Regions from separate parts of the Macaca mulatta genome. Here region 1 is linked to region 2. The links are chromatin contacts, called in public Hi-C maps. All regions are on one chromosome and are shown on one strand. Each heading gives the region's core, a stretch centred on a gene start, on an enhancer-like site or on the middle of the called end of the contact. The rest is flanking DNA. Distances are from core to core; before and after follow the strand shown. Region 1 overlaps MICAL2 (microtubule associated monooxygenase, calponin and LIM domain containing 2). Region 2 holds the start of TEAD1 (TEA domain transcription factor 1).

Region 1 (4,630 bases), core at 1,385-3,884, 350 kb after region 2:
TCTATTGAAAAGACCATAAGATTTTCCTCTTTAATTTTTCAATATGGTAGTTGTAAAATCACCCTTAGATTGCCAGATTTAAAAATTAATGGGATTAAGTGTTCATTATATTCTTTTATCTTTTTGAATCTTTGCTGTATCTGTGGTTGCATCTGCCCTTTCCATTTCTTCTTTATTTCTGTCTTCTGTCTTGTTTTTAAAAAACAACTTAAGAGGGTCAGCTTTAGTCTCTTATTAGTTTGTTCAATATTTGGCTTGCAATGAGGCCATGGACTTCCTACTGAGTGGCCAGTGAAGCTGGAAACAGAGGCGAATACATAGCAAGTGGACTGTCGGTATTTGTTGAGTGAGCCAGTCTTCCATAGACTAGGAGTGTTCCTGTACATCTTTGCTGAGTGAGCCAAACTGCAAGGCCCTACCATCCTCTGAACCTGAGCCATTCCTCTAACTAATCAGGTAGAGAATTCCGAGAAGTGGGTCAGGATACTACCGTGTGACTACTGCACAACTACTTGCTTCCTGGGAAAGGGGAAATGGCTCATTTACTGCTTGCTATAAAAGCTGCTGAGTCCTTTTGCTGGGGCTCCCTAGCTATGGGACAACTCACTGCATGCACAGGTGCCATCTGGGCTTGCTATCTGGGCTCATCATGTCACACCATGGGACCTGGGGACAGGGCAACTTGGGCTTCCGTGCTGATGCTCCTGCTGTTTGCTATGCTGTGAATAATAAACTCTCTTGCTCTGATGTACTGAATTTTGTTGTTTACTTTCTGCACCTATAACATTGTGGCAAACAACCCAAATTCCTTGCATGCTTAATCATCCACTTTGAAGTCTTATTACTCCTAGCCATTATCTATAAGGTTGGTGTTCTTTTCTGACAATATCCCACTATATTATGTGACAAAATAATATTATCTGTGTTTCTGTGTTCATGGCTACCTGTATTTAGAGAGACTCCTTTAGAATCACAGAAGATCTCAACCCTTCCCCTGCTCTGCTGATTTATGAATACACAGTAACCAGCCATGTCTAATGATGGATGAAAGGGTACAACCTTTAACCCACTGCCTTCCAGTACCTTTTGAGAACAAATAGTTATGGAAGGAAACCTAAAGAATATCTATTTCCTAAAACCCATTCCCAAATTGTGGCAGAGTGTCAGAGAGGCATGCCTCAAAACCCATAGTCTGCTATCTTTGTTGAACAGCTTTTATTGCATTGCTATTTTTTTTTGGGGGGGGGCGGTGGTGGCGGGGGTGTGGGAGTGATAACAACAAGTCCTCATGGAGATCCTTGTTTGGACCAGGCATGCAAAATTCATGTATTACAAATATTTATAGAAACCAGCTTAAATCTCTTTTAGGGAGTATAGTTATAAATGAATGTGGATGGATGAACAAATAAATACAATTTGAGAAGTCATTGACCATCCAGCTGTGTTTTATAATAACAGGGATATAAAAGAAAAGAGAAGAAATATTTTTGAATACCTATTTGTATTTCAGGTCCTTTTTTGGGTGCTTTACTAACATTATTTCACTTAATCTTTTCTTCATATCACCCCTGTGAGGTTGGTATTATTCATTCAATTTTACAGATGAGAAAATCTGGCAGAAAAGTAAATAATTGTATAAGGACTACATTGGGATTCAGACTCAGGAGGGTCTGACTCTAATGCCTGTGCTCTGTCCAGGACACCTCACTGTACATTCTCCAGGAACTTTTATTCCTCAGGTCCTCAGCAGCAGCGAAAACCATGGAGTCTAAGCCCAACTACTTCCCTGGTTCTGGTGAGGCTTTTGCTGGCATTTCTCACAAAATGTGTGCTCCTGCTGCCACCTGCTGGCACCTTGCACATCCTAATTTTCCTTGGTAAACCCCTCAATCTCCAGGAAGTAGAAACCATCTGGCTCCAAAAAAGGCGAGAAGTTCCATGCAGACAACTAGCTGGTAAATCTTCCCCAAAGCTGGTAAAGTTATAAGGGAATAATTATTCTTATTCGCCTCCCCTGGGGAGAAATCCTTTCTCCTTCGAAGTTACTCAGTTTTCATCAGATTCCAGGTATTGAAGGAAAGCCCAGGTTGTGTATCCAGACCACTTAAATTTGAATGGTGGTCTCTTGCTAGATTGTGGTATTCCATGGCCCTAGTAGGTAACACTGATCATCATATTGACAAGCAACAAGCCAGCAGGTAACAAACAGTGCCTCAACCAACAAGAGTCTAAGTGGCTGCAGAGCTGGGCTTGGCCTCTTTCCAGAAGATGGTAGGGCCCCCAGGAATCAGGTTACTGCATATCCTGGTCCTTCACCTGGCCAGCTAGGACCAAGAGGGGACTTTCTTCCCTCTGTCAAAGACATCTCACAGACACACACACACACACACACACACACACTCACTCCACCACGTCCTGCAAAACATAACGATTTGTCATCTGGGGTGGATTGTTAGATTTTTGTTTTCTTTTGTTTCCCTTTCCTTGACAAAATGGGGAAAAACCCTTCCCGGGGGCGGGAGAGCTTATTTCTGACTGCTGGGAAAAAAGAAAGCAGGAATTGTTGTCACGACAATGAGGAGCTCATCAAAGCCTCATTTTGCTCATCAGCCATCATTGCCCTCCATCCCGCACCCCCGCATGTTCCTCTAATTCAATGCCCGCCTAATGAATAACTCCCAGAACAAAAGCCCCTTTCAGGCAGCCTACATAATTATCAGAGGAGCCTTGCATAACTGTCGCAGACTACTCATGTTTTCAGGTCTGTCTCTAAATTTGGTTATTCACAACCTTTATAGCTCAATATTATTGCCTAACTGTGATCATTTTCTAATTATCCTAATAATACCTATTAAATAATTCCCATTAAATCACTTGAACCGGAGCAGCACAGGCCAGCTCAAATACAACTTAACCTAATAAGCATTGGTCATTCATTAAGCAACAGGGCAATCTCTTAGAGGGACTGAATAGAATACTAAACCACCAAGGAATATTATTATTGCACAAATGTTATTACAAGTTAGAGTATATTAATTTTGGTGCCTGGTTTGCAAAACTTCGAATTGGTTTTGAGGCCACTCTCCGTGACTTGACTCTTTTAGTCTCCAACCCCTTGTTGATCTGCATCTATCACCCACACAAGGACAATCAAGGGAAAAAGGCCCATAAACTTAACAGGGGAATTAAATTACCAAGGATATAAAGGGAATGAATGGAATCCATCTTCTGGCTGGCTTGGCACACCTCTGAAACATCACAAGCTGGCCAGATTTCTTTTGCTATAACTCAAAATAGCTCTCTCTTTTCTTTTCTTTTCTTTTTTTTTTTTTCATATTTGGGGATGAGGAAGATTTTCAGAAGATGCTTTACAATTTTGGTTTCTCTCATTTAAATTTCAAGCAGTAAAAATTAGACAATTCTTTAAAAGAAGATGTGTGTGGATACTTAGTAATATTTTGTAAAATGATGTGAGTAGTGTTTACTGAATGCCTACAACGTAGTCAATACTCTGGCAGAGACTTTGCCTATCAACACCCCTAATTCTCAAAATGACCTGGTAATATGGAGATTAGTATCTTCATTTTTCAGATAAGAAATCTAGGGCCAGAGAGGTTAAGTGATTTTCCCAGGACTATTCAGCCTAAGTGGAGTGGAACAGAATTTGAACACAGGACTTGTTGGCACCCACAGCTCCCCACTTTCCACCATGCCGCTTCTTGGCGTATGTTGCTGGCGGCAAACTGAAGCATACTCTGGCTTTTCTGGTTTTTCCTTTTCCTTTCTAACACTCTCACTGAGATCAGCAGATTCTCAAAGACGAGAACCAGAGCCTTCTGGACTGGGAATATGACCAAACCACCAAACAAGGGCAGTTCATTCTACCGAAAGCCCCACAGCAGCTGTAGAGATGGACAGTGACTCTCAGTCCAGGCAGCAAGAAACTCTTTATATTTGTAAGAAGCCTACTTTTTTTTTTTTTTTCCGGAGACGGAGTCTCGCTCTGTTGCCTGGGCTGGAGTGCACTGGTGCGATCTCAGCTCACTGCAAGCTCTGCCTCCCGGGTTCACGCCATTCTCCTGCCTCAGCCTCCTGAGTTAGCTGGGACTACAGGCGCCCGCCACCATGCCCAGCTAATTTTTTGTATTTTTAGTAGAGACGGGGTTTCACCATGTTAGCCAGGATGGTCTCGATCTCCTGACCTCGTGATCCGCCCGTCTCGGCCTCCCAAAGTGCTGGAATTACAGGCATCTACCGTGCCCAGCCTGTAATAAGCCTACTTCTAATGAGCAAATTTGGGTCATCTTTGCAAGGAAATCCAGCGCATTTTAGTGAAAAAGCAAACAGGTATTGGTTAATCATCTGCTCCAAGCCAGACACTGGTCTATGAATATTACATAAATTATTTTAGCTAATCCTCACCACAAATACAAGTAACTATTATTATCACTCCCAATTTACCAACAAGAAAACTGAGGCACAGAAGAGGTAAAGTCTGACTCTAGCATTTCCCTGAAATCTAGTCCTAAATTAACCATGCAGTTAATGAAACCGAAACCCCAGGATCCCTCACTTGGATGGGTCTTTGCAAGGTTCTGGAAGCAGCCCTCACAATTTTACACACGTGACT
Region 2 (4,382 bases), core at 730-3,229:
TGACTATACAGTGGATCACATCTCCCCGAAGGGAGGGATGTGTCTACTCAGGTAACCACTGCAGGCACCCAGCGCACCCCAAGCCATCAGATCACCCGAACTTCCAAAAACAATCAAGGTGGAAAGCGGGGAGAAAGAAACCTGTGGTTGTTGTGAACTGATAATGTTCTGCTCCTTTGCAATACGTGTAGTGTTTTTAATATTTCTTTTTACTATTTTGAAATGTGGCAGGCTTAACAGACCTTTCTGTCCCAAGACCTGGGCTCCTTCCAAGGCACTGTTTTTAAACATGGCCTTTTTACATTCCCTGCTCCTGGAACATCATCTGTCTCTTAGTTTCCAGGGCTCACTGAGGTCAATTTTCATTTCTGCAAATCACAGGAAGCCACTTGCTTCTGAGAAGTTAACAAGCCTCCTGAGAAACGCTGGTGGCTGGTATTTCATTGTTTTATAAATATTTTTATATAGTGACACTATCCAACTTTAAATAAATCTTTTAAAAAAGGCAATTTAAAAGCAAAGAAAATTCTGATCTGGATTTCATTTATTTTCATGAGAAGAGAGGGGAGGTGTGAGCCCTCATTGTTTTCAACTCATTAAAAATATTGCTTTTTTAAAAAAATACAAACTTTATTTTTTTAAAAAAGGAAAGTCACAGAAGTTGAACTTTATTTAAAGCGGGACTCTAGACTTTTGAAAACAAGTGTTGATGTTACGAACAAAGACTAGAAGTATACCCAGATTTTCTCCCCTCCTGGGGATCATTTCTTTTCCAATAAACAAACAAATCCCCCAGTATTTCCTACCGAAAGGGAAGGGAAGTTTTCCAGGGAGAGTCTCCTCCTGGGTTTGGTGGTAACTGCGACTCAGTCTTTTTTGGACACAATGTTTCTGCTGACTCCTGAAAATTTTCCACTTGAATGTGCAATGAAGCGGCGGCGGCGGCGGCAGCACCAGTCCTGGAGAAGCGGCAAAGACGAACGTGCCCTTTTTCATCTTTGAGAAGGAGCGAACCCCCCGCCAGCAGCACAAGTCGGCGCAGACCCGGGCCGGCCTCGGGGGTCCCCGGCGCCGGGGAAAGGCGGCGAAAGCAGGGGGGTCCGGGCCGGCTCCTGGCTCCGAGGCGGCGCCGGCGGCGGCGGCTCTGCCCGCCCGCGCTCGCTCCGAACTTCTGGCTCCCCAGCGCACCCCGTGCAAGGCGCCCGAGGGTGTGTTCGTGTGTGCGCGTGCAGGCGGCAGGAGAGGGGGCGCGCGGGGGGCGCGGCGCGGCCGGCCGGGCGCCTCCAGGGCCGCCGCCGGGGGCCGCCTGTTGCCGCGCGGGCTCCCAGCGCGCGGCCCAACTTGGCGTCCTGGCAAGTCGCGCGGCGGCGCCCGGCCGCTCACCTCGGAGGGGGCGCGGGCAGGCGGGTGTGGGGGCCCGGCCGCGGCCCTCCGCGTGCCCGCCCGCCGTCGCACACAAAGCAGAGCCCGCAAAGAAAAGAGCGGCCCGCGAGGGACGCGCCGCCGGTCCCCCGCCGCCCCGTGCGCCCCCCGAACCCCAGCATCCGCCCCGCGCGCCAACTTACCTCGGCCCAGGGAGCCGCCGCAGCGCCCGGCGAGTCCGAGGCAAACTTCGGCGCCGCTTCCCCCGCCCTCTGCTCGGTGCCCGGCTCCCTCCCCGGCTCCCGGTCCCCGGGCCCGGCCACCCCACCCCTGCCTAGCACCGCTCCTGCCCCGGGGCCGGCTGGGCGCGCTGGGCTGCTGCCCGCGCTCCGGGCAAAGGTGGAGGGGTGGGGGGGCGTCACTGCATGGCCTGTCCCTGGACGCGGCCGCCCCGGGCCCGGGCCCCGCCGCGCGGAATGGCCCGCAGGGTGGAAGCGAGTCTGCAAAGTGCTTGGTGGGCGCCCGCGGCGGGCGGCGGGGCCGCGGCGGCGGCAGCAGAGGCTCGGCTCGGCTCGGGCGGCGCGGCGCAGCGCGAGCGATGCTAAGAATGTTCGGAATGAGGACAGGAATGAAATGAACGCCAGGACCGAACTCGCTCCGGAGGGGTGGGGCCTCGGTGACGTCATGCGGCCTGCCGCCCGGGGCCGGAGGCGGGGCTTGCCGCCGCCGGTGACGTCATGGGGAATCGGGGCGGGCCGGCGCGGCCGCTTCGCCGTTGGAGCGCGGGCTCTCGGCAGCTGGGCGGAGTCTCGCGCCCACGGGGGAGCGTGGCTCGCGCGGGAACCGCCCTCCGTCTCCCGGCGCGGGCTCCGGGCTTTGTCCCGAGCCGGGGCGGGGCGGGGCGGACGGGAGTACCGCGGCTTGCAAGTCCCTGCGCTCGCGCGAGGAACTCTGGAAGCCTGGGCTCCTTCCAGGGGGCAGGCGCCGAGGCCGGAGTTGCGCGCGGCTTGCCTGCTGTGCCTCAGTTTCCCTAGTCCGGGACGCGGAAACGCGGGTTGCTGCCTTGAGTGCTCCCGGACTCGCGGAAGTCTGCAAGTGTGGGGAAGAGAAGTTTCCTTGCTGGCGATTCAGATTGTTGCTCTCGAGCGCGGTGGACGCGGTCTGGTCTCCGGGCCAGATTCCCAGCCTGCCATTTCTTCTCCTCTTCCCTTTCACTTTTATAAAAGTTCACAGATCTCACTAAAGTCGAAATTTCCTTTTCCTGTTGGGAAAGGAAAACCTTTAGCCTAGCAAAGAAGGATAATTACAGAGTTCATAATAAACCTCCCCTGCTAGCACGGTCTTCTGCAAGTCACTTAAAAAACTAAGTTCACTCATCTCTGCCGGTTGTACTTTTCAAAAGTAACTTCCTAAACTTTAAAACGCTGCATCCGGCGACTTTAAGTTAGCCCTTTATTGAGAAACTTCATTTCAATAATAAAGGAATAATTTTAACCCTGCCATTGGAGGTAGTGACGCAAAAGTGACAGAGACCCAGTCAGTAAGTCAGAAAAGGGGTGAAGTCGACCCACTGGGGACAGAAAGCGTCTAAAGTTTCGGGTGATTGTTACAATTATTTATCAAGAAGCTGCAAAGCAATTCCTGTACAGTGGCCTCATTCCTTCTAGGCACTTGGTTCTCTCTTCCAGCTGAGGCCTCCGGATTAAATAACAACGTATTTTGTGCCCAAGGAATCCCTGTATCCCTATATATGGGTAACTGAGGAGACTGGACAGTGACTTACTGCAACGCATTTCTACAAAACATAACTTTTACTAATACATTGTTTTCCTTCTTTTTCTTTTTTTCTTTATTTTTATTTTTATTATTTATTTAATTTTATTTTTGGAGACAGGATCTTGCTCTGTCGCCCAGGCTGGAGTGCAATCTGGGCTCACTGAAGCCTCGACTCCCTGGAATCAAGCCATCCTCCCTTCTCAGCCTCCCAACTAGCTGGAACTACAGGCACGCACCACCACGCTAGCTAATTTTTAAAATTTTTTTGTAGAGATGGAGTTTCACCATGCTGCCCAGGCTGGTCTCAGACTCCCGGGCTCAAGCTATCCTCCTGCCTCAGCTTCCTGAAGTGCTGGGATTACAAAAGTGAGCCACAGAACCCAGTCTTATTAATACATTTTTAATTGCAACTCTTGAAGTAATCGGAGTAAGAGGCAGTTGTAAAAAATAATAATAATAATAAATCATTTGTTCACTTTGCCCAGTTCTCCCCACTGGTAATGTCTTCCAAAACTCTAATACAGTATCACAATTGGGATATTGACATTGATACAATCCACCCATCTTATTCAGATTTCCCTGGTCTTACCTGTACGTATTCGTACGTGCCTGTATTTAGGTCTATGCAATTTGCTGACTTGTGTAGGTACCACCACAGTCAAGTACAAGTGCATTTTATTTCTAATTCATAGGCAATGATAAGGTAATACAGTGAGGTTCACAATAATGAACCTAACCACCTTGGCACTGGTTTTTGGAAATGTGTTAGAAAACACATAATTAATTTGGCATTAAAACTGTACTAGGCATATCTCTCTCCAAATCTCATCTTCTAAAAGCACCAGATAAATTTTGATGGCAGTGCCAACCAGTTAGTAGGGTTTCTAAACCACTCTTTGTTGGCCCAGTATGCCTGAGCACCTTTCAGATTAGTTCCTGTCTTATAGCCACTTTGCAATACAATATCTCCCCGTTCCATACTGAATTAAGGAAAAATTCCTTGACCTAGGATCCAAAGTACTTTACGACATGATGTGACTTTTTGACCAGATTTTCTCCAACTTCTATGTGTATATTTTTTGAGACTCACCTTAAAAACCTCTTCCTCCGGGAAGACTGCTAAACTGAATATTTCCTCTCTAGGATCCTTGAAGCTCCTTGCCCCAGATATGCTTCTTGTATTCTGTTGGTTACCAGCATATGTGTGTTACTGGTGATGCCTACCTATCTGAGCCCCTGGAGAG

What was found. A called contact is a pair of places that touch in the nucleus more often than the background predicts.
Region 1: a Hi-C map of fetal cortex germinal zone shows a contact between it and region 2, with 2.2 times the contacts expected there. The contact joins the enhancer-like site here to the promoter of TEAD1 in region 2. A contact is called at or near these places in 4 of 14 Hi-C or Micro-C datasets (blood, fetal cortex germinal zone, fetal cortical plate and 1 more).

The regions. Positions count from the first base shown.
Region 1 is chr14:53,129,942-53,134,571 of T2T-MMU8v2.0, forward strand. The region is part of intron 27 of MICAL2 (microtubule associated monooxygenase, calponin and LIM domain containing 2); the gene reads right to left. Among named protein-coding and RNA genes, the nearest start is that of PARVA, 42 kb to the left of the region's middle. Within about 2 kb of position 2,635, at least 4 of the 40 cell types and tissues checked have an H3K27ac peak or open chromatin away from gene starts, as enhancers often do. A contact at or near this core is called in fetal cortex germinal zone, where this site is marked.
Region 2 is chr14:52,783,570-52,787,951 of T2T-MMU8v2.0, forward strand. TEAD1 (TEA domain transcription factor 1) reads right to left here and starts at 1,980. Exons shown (of 13, transcript NM_001435829.1): 1 at 1,566-1,980; 2 at 807-959.